5 separate regions of the Mus musculus genome follow, and all the other regions are linked to region 2. A link is a contact called in public HiChIP or PLAC-seq and promoter capture Hi-C data. All regions are on one chromosome and are shown on one strand. Each heading gives the region's core, a stretch centred on a gene start, on an enhancer-like site or on the middle of the called end of the contact. The rest is flanking DNA. Distances are from core to core; before and after follow the strand shown.

Evidence for each region. Promoter capture Hi-C pulls out the DNA fragments that hold promoters and counts their contacts. HiChIP or PLAC-seq counts read pairs in DNA pulled down with a chosen protein or histone mark.
Region 1: an H3K4me3 HiChIP or PLAC-seq map of stem cell-derived neural progenitor cells shows a contact between it and region 2, with 7 times the contacts expected there. The contact joins the enhancer-like site here to the promoter of Ndnf in region 2. A contact is called at or near these places in 2 of 39 promoter capture datasets (cranial neural crest and hippocampal neurons) and 1 of 115 datasets of contacts at active chromatin or transcription factors (stem cell-derived neural progenitor cells).
Region 3: a promoter capture Hi-C map of liver shows a contact between it and region 2, with 5 times the contacts expected there. The contact joins the promoter of Il12rb2 here to the promoter of Ndnf in region 2. A contact is called at or near these places in 2 of 39 promoter capture datasets (the 3T3-L1 cell line and liver).
Region 4: a contact with region 2 is called in a promoter capture Hi-C map of liver, with 4 times the contacts expected there. The contact joins the promoter of Gng12 here to the promoter of Ndnf in region 2. A contact is called at or near these places in 3 of 39 promoter capture datasets (embryonic stem cells, liver and pre-B cells), 1 of 484 Hi-C or Micro-C datasets (embryonic stem cells) and 2 of 115 datasets of contacts at active chromatin or transcription factors (astrocytes and stem cell-derived neural progenitor cells).
Region 5: a contact with region 2 is called in a promoter capture Hi-C map of liver, with 4 times the contacts expected there. The contact joins the promoter of Gadd45a here to the promoter of Ndnf in region 2. A contact is called at or near these places in 5 of 39 promoter capture datasets (cranial neural crest, hippocampal neurons, liver and 1 more) and 1 of 115 datasets of contacts at active chromatin or transcription factors (astrocytes).

Annotation. Positions count from the first base shown.
Region 1 is chr6:67,167,070-67,169,835 of GRCm38.p6, forward strand. No RefSeq gene overlaps it. Among named protein-coding and RNA genes, the nearest start is that of A430010J10Rik, 11 kb to the left of the region's middle. Within about 2 kb of position 1,417, at least 179 of the 459 cell types and tissues checked have an H3K27ac peak or open chromatin away from gene starts, as enhancers often do. A contact at or near this core is called in hippocampal neurons and stem cell-derived neural progenitor cells, where this site is marked.
Region 2 is chr6:65,670,254-65,672,953 of GRCm38.p6, forward strand. It overlaps Ndnf (neuron-derived neurotrophic factor), which reads left to right and starts at 1,358. Exons shown (of 4, transcript NM_172399.3): 1 at 1,358-1,848. It overlaps Gm36144 (a long non-coding RNA gene), which reads right to left and starts at 994. Exons shown (of 2, transcript XR_869148.1): 1 at 606-994.
Region 3 is chr6:67,374,824-67,377,523 of GRCm38.p6, forward strand. Il12rb2 (interleukin 12 receptor, beta 2) reads right to left here and starts at 1,365. Exons shown (of 16, transcript NM_008354.4): 1 at 1,212-1,365.
Region 4 is chr6:66,895,001-66,897,797 of GRCm38.p6, forward strand. It overlaps Gng12 (guanine nucleotide binding protein (G protein), gamma 12), which reads left to right and starts at 1,397. Exons shown (of 5, transcript NM_025278.5): 1 at 1,397-1,527. 4930597O21Rik (a long non-coding RNA gene) reads right to left here. Exons shown (of 3, transcript XR_003956381.1): 2 at 1,045-2,017; 3 at 1-160.
Region 5 is chr6:67,036,046-67,038,745 of GRCm38.p6, forward strand. Gadd45a (growth arrest and DNA-damage-inducible 45 alpha) reads right to left here and starts at 1,362. Exons shown (of 4, transcript NM_007836.1): 1 at 1,156-1,362; 2 at 965-1,066; 3 at 633-870. The coding sequence starts at 1,199. E230016M11Rik (RIKEN cDNA E230016M11 gene) reads left to right here and starts at 554. Exons shown (of 7, transcript NR_040278.1): 1 at 554-890.

The sequences.
Region 1 (2,766 bases), core at 167-2,666, 1.5 Mb after region 2:
AACACTGGCTGTGCCTGCGGAGGACACAAGTTTGGTTCCTAGCATCCACATAGGACAACACGGAACTTCTATAAATCCAGCCGCCCAGGATCCGACATCCTCTGCTGGTACTTACACTCATTCATATTCACACCATTTAAAGACTTTTGAATGAATCTTAAAAATAGAAAAGAAACAAACAAGAGTAAGAAACCAAGCCTGGCATTTAGCCCATGTTTCCAACCCTTTAGATGGGTTATTTCAATTAACTTTCAGAATTAAACCACAAAGAGGGTTAGAGGTATAGCCCATTTTAAGAGGTGCTTGCCTAGCATACACTACACCTGGTTCTGATCCCAGGGCACATACACACAAAAGTAGAGAGATTAGTCTCCTCCAAGGGGGTGAGAGCACTGCCTAACACCACATTAGCTAACACACGATGGTCGTGAGCACAGGATGTCACGTCACGCCCCAGGTGATCTGTGCATGTCTTCATTGCTGTCATTTAATTCTACCTGACATTTCTGTTTACCATTCTGATTACCAAGGGAGATACGTGTAATTTCCTGTCATCCACCCAGTGTTAGCAAAACGTTAAGTCTTGACCATGAAGGAATTGTCTGGATCTACTTGGGGCTGATCAGTAAGTGGCCACTCTTTGCAAGTGTTTGCACAGATGGCTGCCTCAGTACACAGAGGTGCTCTAGCTATAAGGACGGAGGGCATAAAAACAGTAAGCTGGGCTCGGGGCACAGTACACTACTGGGAGAGCGAGGCTTAGAATGTCCAAGGTCCTGAGGTACCTTATGTTTACAATGAGGCAAATCTGGGCAAGAGATAGTCAGGCGTTCAAGGAGCAAACAAGTGGGAAAAGATGGAAGTGTTTGGAGGAGACTCGAAGCTTTGTGTTTCCTCTTTGAATCATTTACTTCTCCAGCTAGTTATTCTTTACGTTGTTTGCAAGGTCTTGTCTTTCCCATTTGAAACACAGTTGGCCAGCAGCTGGAGATGCTGAACACTGGCGTGTATAAAACCCTAGACTCCATTCTCAACAGGTTTAAAAAAAAAAAAAAAGGCTAGTCACTTCTGCTCCAGCAAACCAGGTTGTGACTTCCGGGGCTGCAGTGGCTAAGGACAGTGTTGCAGCAACATAACATAATCATAAAGACCTCTGCCTTTATTGTCTGTTTCAGTCTATGCCACATGAAACCCTAACCAAGTTCTTCCACCAGTAAGCCAGTTAAAACAGCCAAGTTCACAGTGAAAGAGCTGAAAACGGAAGAGGGACAAAGAGAACAGCTGATCAGGATTCCTCTTCCAGAGCCAAACGTGAGGTTAGGTTTAAATTGAAGCCAGAGTTGATAGTTTCCTGACTAAAAAAAAAAACTACAATTCCCAGATTCCCCTGCAGCCGGGCAAATCCACATGAAAGGGAGGAGGGACTATGGGAGGAAAGAGTGCTACAGTCATTTTCACTCCTAAAAAGGGTCACAGCCATCTTACCCCCACGCCCAGGCATTCTCAACCACCCCCGTGGATGTGAGTGAGTGTCAGCCAATGAACACGATCCCACCCGTCTAAAGTCAGATGCCTCTCTTTTTCTGCTTCCCATCTCTTTTAAGCCGCCTTAGAAACCTAACAAGTCATGCATATCTAAGCACTCCTGGTGCGTTCCTGCCCACCAGTAATCAATCTTGTTTCAACTCCATTTTCCTGAAAAGTGCAACTTGTCTGGACTCAGCTATGCTTGCTTTCACTTCCTAACAATCCTGGGACTAAAAGTTGCAGAATGCTGATTTGTGGGATGGTTAAGAGGGAACCTGGACTAAACAACTGAATTGATATGTAAATAGAAAACTGGGCTTTTGTTCTGCATGAGATGAGCTAGCAAAAAGTGATAGCACTTCCTTTTTTTTAAGGATTCTTCTCAATCGAGCAGTGGTGGTGCATGCCTTTAATCCCAGCACCTGGGAGGCAGAGGCAGGTGGATTTCTGAGTTCAAGGCCAGCCTGGTCTACAGAGTGAGTTACAGGACAGTCAGAGCTATCTGTCTCGAACCCCCCCCCCCCCAAAAAAAAAGAGCTGAGCTGTCTAGAGAGTGAACAAATCTTTTAGAATGTTTTTAACAGGATTTCTGATTTGGTCAGAAAATCTATAGAGAGAAACACAGCTCTTTTAGAATTTTTTTCCTAATAGGATTTCGGACCTCAGTCTCAGGAACCCAAACGTAGTCCAGGCTGGTCCTTGGAACACTGTGCATAAGTTGGAACCTGCTATGAAGATTTCAGAGTGCATGTGACTCCTGACACTGTGCAAAAGGAAGAGACGAAAAGAAGAGCAGCTTTTGATGCTTAGAAGAATGGACGGCCCTTGAAGATCAAAGGCACTCCCGGGCTAGCTCCATGGTCAAGGCAGCTTATAAAGGAAGGCATTTAGTTGAGGCTTGCTTACAGATTCAGAGGGAGAATCCATCACAAGCATTGCAAGGAATGGGGTGGCAGGCAGGTAGGCAGGCAGGCAGGCAGGCAGGCAGGCAGGTAAGACTCTGGGGCAGTAGCTGAGACCTTACATCCTAATTCCCAGGCAGCAGGCAGAAAATTTGAGACTAGACCTTGTGTATGGTTTTGAAACCTTAAATCCCACTCCCAATGACATATCTCCTTCAATAAGACCGCACTTCCCAATCCTTCCTAAACTACTCACAAACTGGGAACCAAACCTTCAAATAGGCGAGCCTATGGGGGGTGGGGGGGGGGACAATTCTTATTCAAAGCCCTGCTCCTA
Region 2 (2,700 bases), core at 108-2,607:
CTCCTCCTTCCCCTCCTCCATCCTTATTTGCCTGGACTCCACCATACTCCAGAGTTCTGCACTGAAATCTGTATCCCAGCACCTTCTAAGCCTTTTATGGCGTTTACTAAACTATGTCACAGCATGGAAGCATTTAACAAACCCACCTAGAGTAGTAGTGGACCCCCTAGCAGCAGAACTTTGGAAAGTGGGCTGAACTGCTGTCTGCAAGATGCTTGCTTTTCAAAGGCATTTAACAGAAAGCTTATAGTTATAAATGAGGGTTCGATAAGGTTGAATTTCATCTTATCTTTGCTTTGGTGACAATGGAAGTAGATAAGTGTTTTCATGTTTTCAATACAGACACTATTAATGAATCCTGTGTAGTATATTCTTAGAACTTGATTCCCTAAAAGCCAGAGTCTGAAGAAAGAAAGAAAGAAAGAAAGAAAGAAAGAAAGGAAGGAAGGAAGGAAGGAAGGAAGGAAGGAAGGAAGGAAGGAAGGAAGGGAAAAGAGACTTGCTAGTCTAGATTCTCAGTCACGAAAATGAGATTTCTAAATATTACTCCATACCCATACACACACCCAGGCTCAGGCCAGGTTGCTAATTAAGCAAGTTCTTACCATAATTACCTAGTCAGCCTTAATGGATTTCCAAGTTTTGCTGGGCCTCACTGGTCCTGTAGGGTCATTTTTTTTTCAATTGTTAAAACAGCTGCTGAGTTTCAAGCCCCAGAGGCTGAATTTGCAGAGGCAAACGCTCCAGAGTGAAGGCTGGGGCAGGCGGTCTGCGAGAGTCGCCTTCTACGCTTGCTTGCTCGCTCGCTCGCTTCCTCCAACCTCCAGTCTTCCAACTGAACACTCCAGATCACTAACCAAGCTCAGAGTTCCTCTCCATTGTGCTCCCCGGCTTCTGGACACTGAGATGGTCCCCCGTGCGCGTCTAGTCGTGCATCATTGTTGGGGGTCTCAAAGGCGCCCTCCCACCCCTCTCCCCATCCCCGGTGGCAGGGACCTAAAGAAAGCAATGTGTCCTGTGACACCACCCCCCACCCCCCCAACCCCCACCAGACTGCAACCCCACGAGGGTCTTGTGTGAGGAGTACTTGGTCGTTGGACCGGAATGTATGCGCGAGAGAGGCAGCAAAGGAACGTGTGTGTGTGTGTGTGTGTGTGTGTGTGTGTGTATGTGTGTGTGCGTGCGTGTGTGTGTGTGTGTGTGTGTGTGTGTGTGTTGCACGCTGGCGCGCAGCGGGAGAGAGGGCGCGAGGCACGAAGGGGGAGCGGCGGGCAGAGGAAGGCGGGGCAGCGGGCAGCGGCGGGCGGGCTGGGAGGGGCAGAGGCTCAAGCTCTGCAGTGACACCAGGAGCCAGCGCACACTCCTTGCCCGGAGCGGCGAGAGAGCAGAGCTTAGCGAGCCGCGTATGAGCCGCCGCCTCTGTGGCTGGTGCACGGGGCTCTGTCTCTGCAGCCCGCGCCGGCGTTTAGCGAGCCAGTCGTCCGGCAGTGCCAGCTCCACGGGCGCGTTCAGTATCCTCCCGCCACCCAGCGCCCGCACTGACCAGCGCTGTCCTGAGACCCCCGGGCCGGCGCCGCCGTCTGCGCCACTTCGCAGCAACTTCTGCGGCTGCGTGTCGCCGGCCTTCTGCTTGTGTTGGAAGTTTGCAGCGCCCGCCACAAAGTTGGGACACTTGGGCATTACATTTGCCCTAGCGTGCACGTCCCCTCGGTTCGTGGATCCTGGTATTTGACATCTTGGTAGGATCCCCGGACCTGGGCTTTTTCCGCACCACACACCCCCCGGGAAGAAGAAAAAAAAAACCAACCAAACTTTCTTCTTCCCACTAGAAAAAACAAATTCTTTAAGGTAAGGAGCAAGATCGAATCTCACCTCCCCGGGCGCCTTCTTGCGCCGGTGCGGACCTGGCCCGACTGCATTTGCATCTAAGGGCTGGTTTATGGTCGGGGTTGAGGTGCATCCTCACACAGGGAAAGGAGCGACCAGAGACTCTCTAGAACACGGACGTGGGCAGCTCTCACTGAGTTGGTCGGTCTGTGGCTGGGTCTCTGATGTATTTGGTGGGCAGACAGCGGCAGTGCTGGGGAGGTGGACACGCTGCATCGGGCTGGAGTGGAACCCCGGAACCGCCCGCTTTATCCTAGCCCTGACTAGACACTGACTTTGGCCGGTTGGCGGTGGGCTCTTGCTTCTCTCCCCGGGTTCAAAGTCCTCCATATGTGCTAGTTCTGCGGGACTGGGTGTTGGGGCGGGAGGTGTTCGGGGGCACTAGCGTGGGTCTGCGAAGCTTACAGGACTCGCGGAGTGGAGCACGGAGGTGGGCTCCATGCAGACGGTGGCTGCTCGGCGGTGGAAGGAATCTTCTGGGACTAGCCCAGCGACCCCGCGCTTTCTCCTCATTTGTCCTCTGCCACGCAGACCAGCATCCTTAGAGAAACTTCCCTAAGCTGGGTGGTCTAGGTCCCGCTCATACTTTCCGAAGCTTAGCAGAGTAGCTACGGAGGTCCGGACACCCTCCTTCCACCACAGCGGCCACCCTGTGTGGTGACCTCTCCAGTGTGTGTGTGCCGGCCGGAGCTCTCTAGTCCGAGCCACCTTTCTCCTTGTCGCGCGGGCAGGGAGCCTGCGGAGTTAAAGCGCTAGCTTACAGACCCGCTCCGCTCTTCCCTGGCGGGCGCTTCGCAACTGTGATTTGGTGTG
Region 3 (2,700 bases), core at 115-2,614, 1.7 Mb after region 2:
ATCATTCAAACCTGATCTTTGAAAAGTGCCCCCTGAGCAGCTAGGTCAGTCAAGAACTTTGCAGAAGACCGGGAAAAGACGTTTCAGTATCAGCTGACAATTCTCACTGTGTGGCTTATCCACGGAATAAGAAATAAAATGGTCCCTGTGCCACAAGACCATTGTGGGGTTAAAATGAGATGCTCTTAAGCACTGTACCGAGCATACAGCAAGCGCTCAGTAGATAACGCTCCTATTCCCATGCTGAAAAGAAAAAGAACACCATTCCATTTTTTCAAGGTCATAGTTAAAACTTAGGTAGGTAGCCTTTAAGCATCATCTAGTTCCACTGAAACATTAATTTGATTAAAACAAGGTATATTGTTATACCTTTGACATACTATGATATATGTTGATATACTTTGATATAAGTATCTCTAATTATAACTTTAAAGGAATGAAGTGGGGTTTCTATTGGCTATAGTGCCCACCAAGTGTAGTGAGAAAAACGGATGTTCAATTCTTATTTCTATCTTAAAAACAACAACAAATGCTGTTTCCCTGTGCAGAGTACTAGAAACTTCCAACAGCAAAGGAAACCAGATCTCCTCTGTGATTTGGTGGTTACATATTGAAAGCAGTGACGGCAACAATTTGCTAGAGAACAAGCCAGGTGCAACAGCAAGAAAGAGAGCCCAATACTGAGAAATTATTTGCAACACTTACTGTTCTAAGATTCTTCTCTCCTAAAGTCAGGCTGAAGTTCAGTTTGCCATCCTATCTAACCACGGAGACATTTAAGAGCCATGAGGAGTTTATCAGAGTATACTCCATGCCTAACAAATGGATTGCTGAGGATTCATTGAATCAGGCGTGGGGGATGCACAGGAAAAGGGGGACTACACCCATTCCTCACCGATGGAGAATGGGAATCCAATCTCTCCCCCCTCCTCCCTCTAACTTCCACTTTTAAAACAGCACTTCATTCTGTAACAAGAAGTGATCCCGTGCTTCAGTGTGGGCCTAGGCATAATTGGCCCTAAGGTGTGGCTCCCCACCTTTCTACATCTTGGTCGAGGGCACCTACCACTATCCTCATCCCAGGGAAGCCTGTGGGGCTCAGTCTGAGGACCAGTCAGTGCCCACGGGTGAAGGGAAGTCAGTCACTGGACCTCAGAGCCCCGGTTCTCCTTACCGGGTTCCTCTGCGCTCGCCCAAGTGCCTCCACTCACCAGAGCTCTTCCCGCGCACAGGACGCAGAGAGGGATCCTGGCACCCGCTAGCCTAGCGCAGCGCCATCGCTGGAGTCCACGCGGCAGTGTGGACCTCCGGTGCAGTGGCCATGACAAGTGTCCAGGCAGAGGTGCCCGGCCCTCGGGGAAGTCCCTTCTGCGCTCTCACCACGCCCGCCACTAGCCGCAGAGGGAGGGTTTAAAACTAAGTGAGAAAGGAACCAAGGCGTGTGACCCCAGTTGCCAGCACCCAGCGTGCTTAGTGCGGTTCTGAGAAAAAAGGGAACTTGCCCAGTGCAGGAGGCGTGTGCCACAAAATGACAAGGCTGACGCGCTAAACAACTCACTTACCAACTCATTAACTAGCATCTCAGTTATTTAAAGGTGACTTTAAGGACATATAAAACGGAAAGTGGACTTGAAACAAACAAAACACACTGGAGAAACTATTTTTTATCTGTGTTCACACTGACAGTTCAACATGCTTAACTAAACCTTTTCTTTCCCTCATTATAAGCAGATAAACATAATACAATTTCATTAGCACATGCGTTGCTGCTGTTCCGTTATCCCCGCATTGTCCCCCGGCTCCCCATGCCACCAGCTAGATTTAGACCCCAGCTTTTCTGCCTCCTAATTTGCCAGGCGTTAAAATGTGGAAAAGTGCATATGTAGAATACACAACTTGCAAATAGATTGTGCCACATGTAATTTACATTCGCTAATAAGTTATTATGCAAGAACTACAAAAAGCTTTAAAATTTCAGATCAACACTCCTTTGTAACAAGATGGCTCAGAGCTGTGGAAATCCTTGGTATAGCAAAGTTAGCTGAATTGTCTTAGTCAAAAGTAAATAATGTAAATCAGATGTACTGCCTCTCTCCGGTAATCTTAGGCAGGAGGGCTTTAGTAAATTCCAGGCCCACTTGAGCTATGGAGATAGGATTAAGTCACTAATTATTTTTAGAGTAACAAATATTTCAAATTTGCGATTTTTCTGTAATATAAGATTATTCACAATATGCTACTTAATTTTTTTCTGCAAAATATTTAAAAGCCCAAATTTATGGGTTTAGTGGTGACAGCAAAGTAATATATACACCAAGTGAGAATAAGCTAAATAAATAATGAGTAAATAAATACATAGTAGCCTCTGGTTAGTTGAAAGGACAGCTGGTGATATCAGAGATGATATGATATTAAAGATATAGTGGTCAAATATGAATGATAACTTTGTGCACTCTATGGGTTAGGTTATTTTTCAATAGCTTCATTTAGCTTATTAACTATTCATTTATGCATATAATAAAAAGCAGCTGAACATATATTAGAACTGGTTTTGAAAATCCCTTTTTATTTTCTGAAGGCGTATACAGTCTAAAATACTGAAAGACCACTGGTTACAAACCTCCATCTATATAGGACCTTACCTCACTACTACCAGATGCTAATTGCTTTAAATATTCCTGAGACACTTCATTTACCTTA
Region 4 (2,797 bases), core at 147-2,646, 1.2 Mb after region 2:
GTGAGAGAAAAATTAAAAGTACATGAAGTACTTAACTGGGCTATATAATGATCCAGAGGTGGAAATCACAACCATAATAGTCCATTCTTGTGTCTGGCCATTCTGTTTAGGGTGCATCTTCAAACTGTCACGATCTGAATCAGCCAAGTGTTTCCTAACACTGTAGAAAGTAGGAAATAAAAGGCAGGCTGTGGTTTGTACCTCAACAAGAACATCCTCTGGAGGCTGCTCAGACCACACTGGCCAAGCAAGGCATTCTTGAGTAAGAGTGCAAACAGGAGTGAATTTAAAGCCTTCAGTGGGATTCAGTACCTAGATCCCAGCATCCCCAAGACCCACTCAACAGTGCATCCTCATCCAATGCTAGTACTTATTTATTTCTGTTTGATCTTTTAAATAATATATTTTATTTATTCTTTGACAATTTCATACAGGTATCCTGATCACACCCAACTTCCCCTCCTACTCTGCCACCCCCAACCCCCAACATGTTTCCCTCCCACCGTCCTTCCTTCCCCTTCCTTCCTTCCTTCCTTCCTTCCTTCCTTCCTTCCTTCCTTCCTTCCTTCCTTCCTTCCTTCCTTCCCTCCCTCCCTCCCTCCCTCCCTCCCTCCCTCCCTCCCTCCCTCCCTCCCTTCCTTGGCACTGAGTCCAATTACTGACCCCTGCTCTCACCCAATAGTAGCATCATTTTAAAAAGAGATCACGATGATTATTAGTGACTCACACCTTGGAGTACTCTAGCCAACTGCTGAGTGTTACCATTTCTGTACATCCATCTCTACAGGACTTAAGCAAGTCCCCCTCAGGTTGATGGTATCTCCTATCACATTTAGCATAATGCTTGACCCCACACAACAGGTGCTTCGTTTTGTTGAATGGCTGTAAGCAGCTTTTGTGGAAGCAAAACTAGCCCTTCAACCTGCCAAACTCTAAATGCTTACAAAACAAAACAAAACAAAACAAAACAAAAAAACAACCTGTCCAATTAATTTATTATGCAGTACTCTGTCCGGTCTGGGACATTCAATAATCTGGCTTTACCTCCATTTCTGGGAAACAACCTCCCTGTTGCCCCAGAGTCCTTTAAATATGACGGTGGCCGTTTCCTCAGACCTTTCTGGATCAGAGCCCCACTTTTGTGTGGGGTTTGGCAGAGCTCATCTTCGCAGCCTGGGGACTGCGGTGTGTGGTCCTGGTGGTGATGTATGGTGGTGGCCTCGCGTGGTTGCCCGGGCCCACCGCACCGCAGCGAGCTGCACCAACCCAGCCGCGGGCACGCGTGTCCTGACCCCCGACGGCCGCAGTTGGGCGCGGCGACCACGTCCCATGCCCGTGGGCCAGAGCGGAGGGGGTGGCGGCGACAGCCCCGCCCACCGGGCCGTGCGCCCCGCCCACGCGCGAGGGGAGGAGCTGGAGCGGAGTAGGGAGGAGAGGTCGGGCGGTCCCGGGAGCGCGGAGAGCCGGACTCCCAGGCGGCGGCAGCAGCGGCGGCGGCGGCGACGACGGCGAAGAGTGAGTGCCAAGGTAGCGCCGGGACCGGACGGGGCGGGGCGGTCGCCGCTACTTCGGGGCCGCCTGTGGGTCCCGCGGGCTGGCAGCGGGCTGGAGCTAGGGAGCGGAGGAAGGAAGCGCGTGCTGCGGGCGCTCTGGGCCGCGGAAGGGGAGTGGGAGCGAGGCCAGCCGGGGCCCACAGACGCGAGAGCCCGCTGGGGCGCGAGTGGCCCCTGAGGCTGGGTCTCCGTAGCTGCCTCGCTCGGCCTCGCCCCGCCGGAGGAAGGCCCGGGAAAAGCCGCCAGGTCGCGGTGGTGCGGGAGGAGCCGGTCGGAGCCGCCACGCACGCCCCTCCTCCGATCTCTAGACGCGCGTGGGTTGGCAGCCTCGGTACTGGGTCTTCACAGGGGGGTGGCGGCGGGTAAGGAGCTGATCGTGGAGAGAATTCGGGTGACACTTCACGAGGGACCCTGCGGCGGTGACTGGAACAGGAAGGTCGGAGTTCAAACTTGAGCCTTGTGTGCTTTTTTTATATTTTTTTTTAAATGTAGCGCCTGAAGCTTAGCCCGTGGGTTTAAAAAACTCCTCTTTATTTTAGTTAGGGCCTGTCAATTAAACTTCATTTTAAGACGCCATTGCTAGTGTCTCCTGACACTCGTTTATCCTTTTAAGTCTGTGGATGCCTTGTAAACTTGACTTAACTTTCACAAAGGGAGCCGTGATTCTTGTTAAACTTTAAGCAACTGGAAATCAGCTGGAAGGATCTGCCGAGGCCTGTGGTCTCGTGGTCCTCCTGTGCGGGCGTGGCTGTGCACAAACAAGTGGGTAGGAAAGGACGCAGCCCCACGCTTGAGCTGGAGGGGAGATCTGTGCCCATGTGCCAGGGCACGTTTAAACGCAGCTCCAAGTGGAAACACTGGGGATGTCTTAGGCCTTGTTGGACGGACTTCACATGATTCGTCTCATTCCGGTCAGTTATTTCCTCTCCCCACTGCTCTTTAGACACTGTTTATATTTCCTGGGGCGATCGTAGCGTCTCCTGAATAGATTGTCTATAATGAATCTTTTGGATGTTGTCAGAGCCAGGCTCTGTGTCTGTGTGTTCTCAATGTTTAAAGCAATAGCTTGGCTGTGTTTTGAGAGTGCTGGTCACCCTGCTGCACCATTGCTTGGCACTTCAAACCATGGATGTAAATTACCTCCGGATTCCAGCCCTTCCCCAGGGAAGCTGGGAAAGCAGTCACTGGAGAACAGTAAGGTTAAATTTACTATGATCAAGCAGTCACTTTCAAGAAAGGAGGGC
Region 5 (2,700 bases), core at 112-2,611, 1.4 Mb after region 2:
GCACGGTGAGGGCTGCAGGGCAGGCAGCTGCTGAACTCTTATCTTCCCTGACGATGAATAGCACATTTTACTGGCAGCAACAAGTAACCAGGCAGTCACTTCCCTACACAAGTCAGAAGAGAAAGAGTACAAAAACAAAAAACCAGAAGACCTAGACAGCACGGTTCTTTCTGAAAACACTATCAACCCACCACACATTTTTAAGCGGTGGGGAGGAGGGAGCTCGTTTAAACAAACTCAAGAGCAGCAAAGAAAAGAATTCCACTCGGTACACTTCAGAGTATCTATCTATATCCAGGGAATTAATAAGGTCTGTCTCCTACACCACTTCTACCTTTAGCTTTGACAGCAAATGAAGAATGAAGCTAACTTCTTAACGAAGGGTAAACCGGGAATTTATTTGGCTTTATCTAATCTGTTCTGCTCAAAGAATTAGCCACGCGAGGTTGTGCAGAGGTAAGCAGAGGTAGCAGCTGGGCAGCTTGCTGACTCACAGGGATATCTTCCGCCGCTGGAGGCCACCCACGAGCTTAGACACGCTCCGTACCCTATCACAACCCCCGCGAGATCAGCGTTCAGCTCGGACAAGGTCCACCCCAGCAGATTCTGGGCTGCAGCCCCGGGTCTCTTACCGTCACCAGCACACAGTGCAGGTCCGGGGTCTGCGCGGCGCCCCCGCTCTCCGCCGGGCCCGCGTCGTTCTCCAGTAGCAGCAGCTCAGCTAGCCGACCCGGGTTGCTGACCCGCAGGATGTTGATGTCGTTCTCGCAGCAGAACGCACGGATGAGGGTGAAATGGATCTGCAGAGCCACATCCCGGTCGTCGTCTTCGTCAGCAGCCAGCAGGCACAGTACCACGTTATCGGGGTCTCTGCGGGCAGCGGGGCAGCGGTGAGTTGCATACGCTCAGGGGGGCGCGGGGTAGAGGCGGGTGGGTGGGCGAGCGGGGAACGCGGGCCACTTACACGTTGAGCAGCTTGGCAGCCTCGTACACGCCGACCGTAATGGTGCGCTGACTCCGAGCCTTGCTGAGCACTTCCTCCAGGGCATCGCCCACCGTGTCCATCCTGCGGGCGGCAGGGTGAGAGCGGGTCAGCCGGGTCCCCGGACGCGAGGCGGGAGGGGCGGCGGCCACCGAGTCGGCAGGCACACTTACCTTTCGGTCTTCTGCTCTGCAGCCGAGAATTCCTCCAAAGTCATATTGCAAGTGCGAGTCCCTCCCTCGGCGCGCGGGCTGCTCCTGGCCCCCACAGTGCGCGGCGCCGGCTCTGCGCTCGCTCCCACCCTCCCTTCTCCGCTCCGGCCGGCCGGCTGCTCGCCTAGCCTCGCTGGGGAACTCTGCACTGCTGCCTCGGGGCCACTGGAGGACAAAGGGCCCGATTCCGGAGATATGGGGCTAGCCCTCAGCCAACCAGGTCCAGCTTCATTTGCATGCAGTCAGGCCATTGGGTTATGCAAATTAGCAGACGTTGACACCCAGACCCTCGCTCCACCAAAGCAAGGCAGAGTTGAGCGGAAAGGGGCGGAGCTACGCGGGAGGGAGCCCACGGGACGAAGGTGGTGCTGAAACCCGGTTGGTGGGGTCCTGAGCCAGCTCTAGGTAGTTTGTGGAGCCTTCTGGTGCGGAGGGCTTTGCAGTGGTTCAAGTGTCCTCAGCTCTGACTGAAACAGCCTGCCAATTGTTTTTCTGGTTGTGGACATCTTTTGATTGTCGTTTCGTGCCCTTTGTGTTAAGGGGCTGCTTTTTAAATTTTACTTCCAGGGATTAATGCACTCCAGTCTAGCTGTTGTTAGTAAGCATATTTTTAAGTGTCCAGACATGCCGGGCAAAGCTTGCTTCAGTGTTTATATGCAAGTTTCAGGTAAACCTGCTTATTCCCAGTAGTAGTCTTTTGGTGCCCTGATGGCTGGTTTGATTTGGTTTTGGTTGGTTGTGAGAATTTGAAACTCCAGGGAGAAGAAAAAAAAAAAAAAAATCGCATTTGTGTGTAGTGGTGGCACAGTACCAAGTTGGAATCTTTTCCACAAAAAGTTGGTGAAATTTCTGCCTACTCCATGTAAGGTGGGGAGCTGGTGATCGCATGTTTAACGAGCCAAATTCACCGTTCTTAGAATCCTTCCTGAAGAAGGCTCCTTCTGATCAAGTAAGAGCTAAGAGAGAAATTCTGTGGTATTCAGAGGTGCCATCATGGAAATTCGAGGTGCTCACGATGTTCCCTGAGCGTCCCATCACAGGCAGAAGAGTATGACACCACCTTTACTGTCTATGAGCTCACTCTGAATTACTGAAGCTGAATCATGAAGCTGTAACTGTAGTACATTTTAGCCATGTGCTCAAATTTCACCTTTGAGATAATAGCAACTTGTAGGTAGAAGGCAAACCCTCGTAACTGCAAGCAGGAGTTACAAAGTAAAAACAATTTTTAATGCAAACTTTTACTGGATAGCTCAAAACTCTCTTTGTTTTATGAGCTTATTCAGTAAATACAAAAGCATTGCCTGAACCTACTAGTCACGGAGAGTGGTGAAATTGCAGCCCATATGCTTGCATTCTTAACAGTGCTAATATTGAGGTCACTGGGTAGCTTACAGTTACAGAAGTAAATTTTGCAGAGGTACATGTGAGTTATCCTTAAGATTTTTTTTGCGGGGGGAGGGGTGGTTTTTCGAGACAGGGTTTCTCTGTGTAGTCCTGACTGTC